2 separate regions of the Rattus norvegicus genome follow, and region 2 is linked to region 1. Evidence: chromatin contacts called from public Hi-C data. All regions are on one chromosome and are shown on one strand. The core of a region is the stretch at or near the end of the contact, and the rest is flanking DNA. Distances in the headings are between cores, read along the strand shown.

Region 1 (4,205 bases), core at 1,406-3,905:
CAGATAGACACAGTATTGCCAAGTCTACCAGTTTACTACTTTATAACATAACTGGCTTAATGTTTTCAACCTAGGAGGAACCACCTACCAAAGAAACACTTCCTCAACTGCTTGGTGAGACTCAAATCCTTCAGTGTGGTAGAGCAGGGCAGAAACAAAGGTCTTTGTGAGACCCGAGGATATACTAGAGTATAGCCATTAGCCTCGTCCCTCTCAAGTGCACAGTACTATTAACACTGCAAATTAAATAGCTGTTCATTTAAAATAATAATCTAATAATTATCTTAAATATTTTAAACGAGTAACTAATAGCTGTTATTCATCAACCATTATCTGCAACGAACTTTTATTGACCTTACATGATAAACCTTTAAAGTAACAAGAAATGGGAACCTAATAGAAAAGTGTCGCTCTGAGCCTCCCTCACAAGAAACCTCTAAAAGACCAGTGTAACCCCCCAGTTCTACCCCCACTCCCATCAAGTTTGTACATGAGGAATTGAGGTTCAGAAAAACTGGCCTTTCTCCAGATATCAAAGCCCTAAATGACTAAGGCTGAGTTGGTATTGTGCAGAGTCTAAGTATCTTCTCAGTCACATCAAAAGGAAGGTTAGAGATAAGAAAGCGAGAATGTGCACAGGCTAGCCAAAAGTATTATCAAACACCTACAAACGTGTAAGTTTGCTCCTGGTAATAAATAAACAAATCTTCCTATTTCAAAACTGCAGGGGCTCAACCAGTGGGGCCCATATCCAACAGCCTGTAGTCTATCTCCTATGGGAACCACTGTGGTGTTCTTTTAAGTACCCTTTTTCATCTACATAGAGAATGGCCTAGGAAACTGAACACTGTTAAAAAGCAAAGATAACTATTATAAAGATTCTCATCGACTCTCATGAAAATATACATTCTTTCCTCTGAAAAACTAACCACCTGACAAGAAAAAGTTTAAAAACCGCCCAAATAAAATGTCAAGCATCCGGTCACAAAAAACAGTGTCTCCAGAGTAAGAAGAGAAAAATCCTGTCACACCTTAGCTATTACCTACATTCTTCCCTTCTAAAGGATCGTTTAAGTGCTCGTGAAATTATCGGGCTTCTTTAGAAAAACAAACGTGAAACAATTAGACAAGGGACCTAAAAAAAAACAAAAAACAAAAAACAAAAACAAAAACCTCTAGGCTGGGAACGGAAGTCAAGTTCAGATTCTCTTCCTTCCTCAAGCGAGACAGGAGAATTAAATGAATACCCCCCCAACACACACACACACACACACACACACACACACACACACACACACACCCTCTCAATCTCTGGCCTCTCCACCTGTGGCAATCAGGACTACACACACACACACACACACACACACACACACACACACACACACACACACACATCTGCTGGGAATTAAGGTTTTCAGGCAACACAGCGAGAGAGAGAGAGAGAGAGAGAGAGAGAGAGAGAGAGACAGAGAGACAGAGAGACAGAGAGACAGAGAGACAGAGAGACAGAGAGAGAGAGATTAGAGAGACAGAGAGAGAGACAGAGAGAGACAGGAGAGACAGACGAGAGAGAGAGACAGAGAGACAGAGAGACAGAGAGACAGAGAGACAGAGAGACAGAGAGACACAGACAGACAGACAGAGATTAGAGAGACAGAGAGAGACAGAGAGAGACAGGAGAGACAGACGAGAGAGAGAGAGAGAGAGAGAGAGAGAGAGAGAGAGAGAGAGAGAGAGAGAGAGATCTGCTGCGAATTAAGGTTTTTCTTCTTTGGGGGCAAAGGTGGGTGGGTGGATCGGGTAAGTTTTCATTCGGATCACTCTAACTTGGGCACCTTTCCTTGCTTGCTGGCTGGCTCGCTCCCCTAACCCAGTAACACTTCACTCTCAGCCCGCGCGGGCACCACGGGGAGTAGGCACCGAACCGGAGCGCCGCCGCGGGGCCCGCAGCCGCTGTCCACGCTGCTCCGCGTGGGGACCACGAAGGGAAAGCCACCGCGGGGCGGAGGGGCGGGGCGAGCACTTCCTGACTCGCATTGTCCACGCGCCGCCCGCGCCACCCAGGGCCCCGCCACCGCGCCCGCCCGTCGGGGAGGAAGTTGGCGCTCGCCCCGCCGCTGTCGTCTTACCATTCTTGGCGTCCCCCGCGGCTGCAGCCCCCGCAGCGATGGTGGCGTTGGCGGCGCCCGTGCCCGCACCTCCCGGGCCCGCCGCGCCGCCGGTGCCCACCGCGCCGAGCGACACCGCCCCGCAGCCCGCCGCCGCCGCCAGGGCCCCTCCGGCCGCCGCGCCTGTCGCACCCGCCGCCGCCAAGGCCCCGGCTCCATTTTCCTGCTCGTCCCCGCTGCTGTTGGCGCGCTTGTTTTTGCGGCCGCCTTTGCTGTTCTTGGGGTTGGGCATCTCCCCGACCCGCTCGCGGGTGTCCCGGTGTCCGGCGCCCACGAAGGTGGCTCCCCGCGGCGGCGCCTCGGCGGCCACGGAGAGCGCGGGCCGGCCGCTCTCCTCAGGCGCCCGCCCCGCCGCGCGGCCCGCGCCGCGCCATTCCGGCCGCCGCGCCCTCCCCGGCAGAAGCCGGCGCGGCCACGCGCGGCCACCCGAGGCTCGCAGCCGCGCGGGCGCAACGGGCCCGCGAGCGGAGCGAGAAGCTGAGGAGCCTGAGGGAAAAGGCGGGTCTCGGGCTTGTTTTGATTCGGCTGCGCTGACACGCTCGAGGCCCGCCCCCGCCCGTGACGACACTGGGGCTCGAGCCTGGTACCGCCCACCCGGTGACCTCACGACAGGTCGACCCGCCCTCGTGACGTCACGCTCGGCACTCAGCCCTCCGCCCTGGTGACGTCATCCAGGCCCCTTCTCGGGAGAGGGAGGCTCCTCCCGGGCTTCCCTGGCATGCAGACAGCCATGTCTGAGAGCCAGGTAGAGTGTTAGTGAAGTTGTTAACTGACCTTCTGACCTTACTGGAGCTAAAGCTTACAACATGGTCTGGAAAAATAAACAGGTGACTAAAACAGGAAAGCAAAACGAAGGGTTTCGGATATAGGCGTTCCTGGAGAGAGCAGTCGAGCTCCTGCATGGGAATTCTTCAGTCTTGTGCTGGACAGCTTATTTAACCCACACTTGCCAACCAGAGACCCAAGGGCTCTGCCAGGAGCAGAGCCAGCCTGAAACAGGCTGCACTAAGAAGACTGAGTTGTCTGGAGAGAATGGCCGGGCTGTGAAGACCTGAAGGCACAGCCATGCTCAGCGATCGATGGCCAACACAAAAGAAACTCAATGGCATCTTCAGAGGTTTCTGTCTCAGAATGTTTTGTCAGGGCCTTTTTTTTTTTTTTTAATATTACAGGTCCTTTGTATATACCTTATGGCTTCAGGTTTTCTGTTTTTCTGGAATTCCTCACTGAACGAATGAGTGTTTTTCTGCATCTGTATGTGTTTCTCCTGCTTTTTCTTTTGTTTTGTCCTATATCGTGTGTTTCTTTTCATTTTACCTTACTATTTTATTATTATTTAGATGCATATTTGTGTTCTAAGGAGAGGCAGAAAAGCTGTGGATTCGGCTGGGAAGGGAAGTGGTGAGGATCTTGGAGGAGCCGGAGAAGTGGAAAGGATAGTGGGATATAGTGCATAAAAATCTATTTTTAATAGAAGAAAACTGGAAAGAAAGAAAAGGAGATGAGGGCACGGGGCTCCTGGGAAGAGCTTGATGTGGTCTCCTTTTGTGCACTCTATTCTGCCCCTTTCAAAGACGAGCTTCTTTCCATCCTTCTGGTCTCAACTCGCTTTCTTCAGAATGAGCCCATACCTTCCCAGAAAAGCTGTCAGAGTATCACCTTTTACTTGTCCCGTCTACCTCTGATTATGTTGGTAATATGTACACTTAAATATTTCCCCTCTTTCCCCTCACATGAAACAGCCCTATTTTTGTCTTGGGTGCTGTAAGAAACAACTGAAATGAACTTGGTGAACGTATAAATAAAAGGGTCTTGATCCATGACTACAGAAAAAGACTGAACTCACTTTTCAGTGACTTCTTCCTAGAGTGTGATCTTTAATCGCCTCGGCTCTTGAGTCAAAGCACTATGGCTCTGCTGAAAAGTCTAGAAAGATGGCCAAGGAACTGCTCAGACAAGAGCCATCTGCATGAGTTCCTAGCTGAGAGTCTGACAGGTAGAGCCTGGAGCAACTGGGATAGCACTGTATACTTGAGA
Region 2 (4,503 bases), core at 1,600-4,099, 300 kb after region 1:
CTGTGAACTTACTTCAGATGGTCAGGTGCAGACCCATTCCTCCCTCCTAAAAAACATCCCCAGGAGAACCATGCTCTAAAGTGGAGAGAGTCCGTTAGAGTTTTTTAAAGTTCTGGTGTAGCAAACATATTTCTATCCTTTCAAATGTGAAAGTTTTTATCTACCAGATAACTCCACCAAATTAGCACCTCCCAAAAGAGAAAACAGGCATAAACGATAAAACTGTACTTACTAAACTTTGTCTCCTTTATACGCATGTGTGTCTGTGCAGGAGGGTGTGCACATCCTGCTTGTGTGCATGCATGTAGAGGTCAGAGGACATTCTTAGATCTCAGCCCCAGTAGCACTTCTTCAAGATAGGGAGCCTCGTTGGCTTGGAGCTCACCAATTAAACTACACTGACCAGCAAGCCCCGAGATCCTCTTGTCTTCTCCAGGGCTGGGATTACAGGAACAAGCTACCACCCAGGAATTCCAACATGGGTTCTAGGGATAAAACCCAAGCCTTCGGGTTTGTAAGACCAGAGTTTTACCAACTGAGCTATCTTTCCAGGCTTGACGACTCCTTTCTGGATTTTTATCCAAAAGAAACTGTAATACTTGTCGCTCTAGAAGCCAGAGCATGGGCTGAGCTGTGGCTCAGAGAGAGAGCACAGCACATGCGAGGACCCAGGTTCAATCCACAGCACCGGAAACAAAGTCAAATCAGGAGGGGGAAAACGGTTGGACAAAGAAGAGAGCTTTTCAATAGCACTTCACTATGAAGTGTCAGAGAGAACCCACCTTTTTAACTTTGGCCTCTGGGAAGTTGACTGCGACGCGGGATTTGAAAACCCTGTGCTTTTGCTAGCTGGGATGGTATTTTTTTTGGCATTAACAACCTGAGTAGAGTGGGCACTGAAGGACTTGGGACTCTTCCTCTTTGCTTTCCGCTCTTCCATTGTCTTAAAATCTTTGTTGCATCAATACCAGCTTCATTAAGACCTAAATATGAAAACACGGTGATTACAGCTATATGCCGTAGAGATGTAAAGTGAGAGTCAAAGAGAGAGTCCACGAGTCATTGTGTCGAGTCCATATATACTTCTATGCATACTTAGAAGATGTGTGAATGGAGAGAATGCTTTCGAAAATTATTAGACAGTTGTTCATGGGCGTCAGCAAAGTATCTACCATCTCTCTTCTGCAAGCCAGGCACTGTTAACAGTCCTGGAAAAACAGAAATGAATAAGACAAAGCCCTTAACCTCAGGAAGCCACCATTATATAAGTGACCAATAGAAGCAAATCGCTCATGCAATACCCCAGCCTTGCTGGAGCTTTAACTCACCTTTAAATCTCCCCTCTAGAGCAGATTCAAATATATGTGTATTTAGGGCACCCGTAGTCTACACCTCACCTTGAAAGCTTATGTAATAGACATTGTATTGGTACGCTATGCACCACCACGACCAGACACATATTTATTTATAGACAAGGTGTCGCTATGTAGCTCTGTCTGACATGGAGTCTGTTCTGTAAACTCAGCTGGCCTGGAACTCACAAAGATCCACCTGCCTCTGTCTCCTGCATGATTAAAGGCATAAATCCTCCTTTAATCAAAAGTGTGCGCTACCTTGCCTTTTCTTTTTGTAAAAAACAATCTTGCTCTACGCCCTTGGCTGGCTGAGAAATTACCAACTCGTGGTGATAATTCTCCCTCTGCTTTTGAGTCCTGGGACGATGGGGATGTGCCACAAGACGAGCTGTTTAGATTTGAGCTTCTCTTAGTTCTATTATTAATGTATCACCAAAAAAAAGTGTCAGAAAAATGCATATCTATCCCTCCCTTCAAACTGTTAATAGCATTATGAATATCAGGTCTTTTAAAAAATACTGTGGGGCCGAAGGGACGGCACTGGCTACTCTTTTCAGAGATCTGTTTCGATTTCCAGGCCCAGCAAGGCTGCTTGCAACAGTAACTTCAGTCCTAAGGTATCCAGTGCCCTCTTCTGGCCTCCAGGAGCACAGTAGCACCGGTGCACAGTCATCTAACAAATTTTAAATGTAAAAGTGTTGAATTTAGTCCTGCCACGACTATTTTAAAAGACTGAAACTGACTACCGTCACTCCTAAAAGAATTAGTTGGGACTTATAAAGATAATCTCCGATTTTTGTTTTTGTTTCGCTAGCCACGGTAGGGTTTTCTTGAAAAAGGGGTACAACGTTCAGTCTCTAATCTCAGATATCAATAATGAATCCACATGAGTCATTTGGGAATTGTTTAGATGTAATACTGACTAAATAAAACTTTAAAGATGACTGAGCAGGTTTCCAAGAGATGAGGATCTGTTTAATGATACACGTAAATACAGTAACCTTCAAATCTATGCGTGCTAATACACATTTGGTAACGAAAGGCGGGGGTGGGGTGGGAACCAGTTAACACATAAAGCATCGCCAATAAACCAATGGTCTCTGAGGGACTAAGCTTGCGATTTACTCTTTTCTGGAAGATAACATCTGTCACAAGACCCTGAAATCCTTTCTGTATGACAAATACGAGGGACCTTTCCAAAGAGGACGAACTGCTCACGGTTGAATGTCAGGCCTCGCTTCTATCCAGAATCACCGGAGGTTCCTTTGGATTTCACCTCATTTCCCTTCTGCAACCTAGCCCAGCGATGACCCATCTATACCCAGCAGTGATCAGAGCAAGTGCCGAGGGGCTCGAAGGAGCAGGTTGCGGGGTCCCCTCATCCCATTACATACCGAAGGAAGAAAGGGCTGTGGTTACCCTTCCTCGTCTGGAAAAGGTAAGAGAGAGTTTAAAGCCTCTGCCAGAGTTGCAGCAAGAGCCCACTCAGGTCGCCAGACTGGGTCACAGACCCAGGGCAAGCGCCCTTTGTTTACGGAAGTGATGTAATCGGGGCGGGGCCCTCAGTGAGGCAAAAGCCCCGCCTCTTCCAGGTACCTCTGTCGGGGCTCGCGTCTCTGCTTTGGGCTCCGTACTCCCATAGCCTCCTTCAGGTATGGCTCCAGCGGCCGCAGGAAAGAGTAGTTGTTTTTGGCCACGCCACTTCTGCCTTTGCAATGTCTTCATGGGAATTGGCAGTTTATTGTCCTCACCGGAAGCGGCCAGCCACCTCGGTGAGGGACCGCCCCCATGCACTGCAATTCCCAGCATGCTTTTCGAACAAATCTGAAGGCGGAGCCTATTGTCACCCTAGCAGCGGATCCACATCTCGGGTTGGCTGCCTTTAGTGTGGCTTGGAATGCGGTATTCGGTTCAGCCACTCCTGATGCTGAGCCTGTAAGTGTGATTCTGTAAATAGCCAGTGTCTAAGCATTGCGATTGGGGGTGGTGGTGAGTTCGTTTAGGTTTTCTGTGTGTTTGCTATCAGTCTGTCTTCATTTTCTTTTTCTTTTCTTTCTTTTTTTTTTTTTTTTTTTTTGACAGAGTCTCGTATACCGAACACTACAGGAACTGGTTGTGTTCTAGAGATCTTCCTGCCCCCCACTTCTCAAGTGCTGGGATTATAGGTTTGTGCCACCCGTCCCGCTTTAGCTCACTACAGTTCTTTAAGATAATGTCTTAATCCCCGTCTCAGAAATGAATCAGAAATTCAGAAAGGCTGATCAATCTTGTTATCTGACTCCCCACTTCATCGCTGGAAGAAGGAATTGGGAGTTGAGAGAGAAGGCTCAGTCCTCAACTAAAGAAAACTTATCTCTCTTTCCTTGGTGTGGATGGCCTTCTTAGAGTGGTGATGGGAAATTTTAGATTCCGAGCCTCTTAGACTGAAGCGGCTCTGGTCTTCAATCTCCCTGTTACCTAGAGAGAAAATTGTGTCTAGAGATTATGTCAATGCTAGCGAGGCAGAGCAAAGATGGAGTTACTAAGTACTTAAGCTCTACTATGAGATGTTCTTCCATTAGGAAAAGCAAAACCAAAAACCTGGGATTCTTTAAACAACAACAACAAAACAAAACAAAAAAACAAAACCACAAAGCATTCAATGGCCCCAGTTTCCAGAATGAATACATTATATTTCATAATTTGGTATTTTTAGGTTAAAGAACTTGGACTTCAGAAGAGCCAAAATCTCCTGTTCTCATCCCCTTTGGTTATCTCGCTTCCCACAGACCACCAGGGTCACTAGGAAATGGAGCTCGCTAATTTAGGTGTGTACAGTTAAACTGTTACTGTGTAACATAACATATCAAGTGGCTTTTGGGAATCTGTGAATGGAATTGTATTTTGTCAATTGATCTACAGCCTGGTTTTCACACCCCCTCACACCCTTCGGATCTGTCTCTCTTGGTAGGCATTGCTGCACGGGGTTTGTTTTAACGCTGTGGTACTACATATTGTGTGAAATTCCTCTGGTGGTGACTGTTTCCCCAGTATCACAGTTATAAGCCCTGCACATAGATACAATCTTCACATTTTTCCCAGGGTCTCTCTGATTGTCATATTTGTATGGGCAGGCCTTGCCAAATGATGCCCTCCCCCCAAGCAAACT

What was found. Hi-C and Micro-C count contacts between places; a contact is called where the count stands out from the background.
Region 2: a contact with region 1 is called in a Hi-C map of liver, with 4 times the contacts expected there. The contact joins the promoter of Ccdc28a here to the promoter of Heca in region 1. A contact is called at or near these places in 3 of 12 Hi-C or Micro-C datasets (liver, mammary epithelial cells and psoas muscle).

Annotation. Positions count from the first base shown.
Region 1 is chr1:14,392,536-14,396,740 of GRCr8, forward strand. It overlaps Heca (hdc homolog, cell cycle regulator), which reads right to left and starts at 2,656. Exons shown (of 4, transcript NM_001107514.2): 1 at 2,130-2,656. The coding sequence starts at 2,400.
Region 2 is chr1:14,689,640-14,694,142 of GRCr8, forward strand. It overlaps Ccdc28a (coiled-coil domain containing 28A), which reads right to left and starts at 2,850. Exons shown (of 6, transcript NM_001037789.1): 1 at 2,750-2,850; 2 at 783-983. The coding sequence starts at 940. It overlaps LOC102549233 (a long non-coding RNA gene), which reads left to right and starts at 3,136. Exons shown (of 4, transcript XR_010058849.1): 1 at 3,136-3,290; 2 at 3,438-3,520; 3 at 4,051-4,503.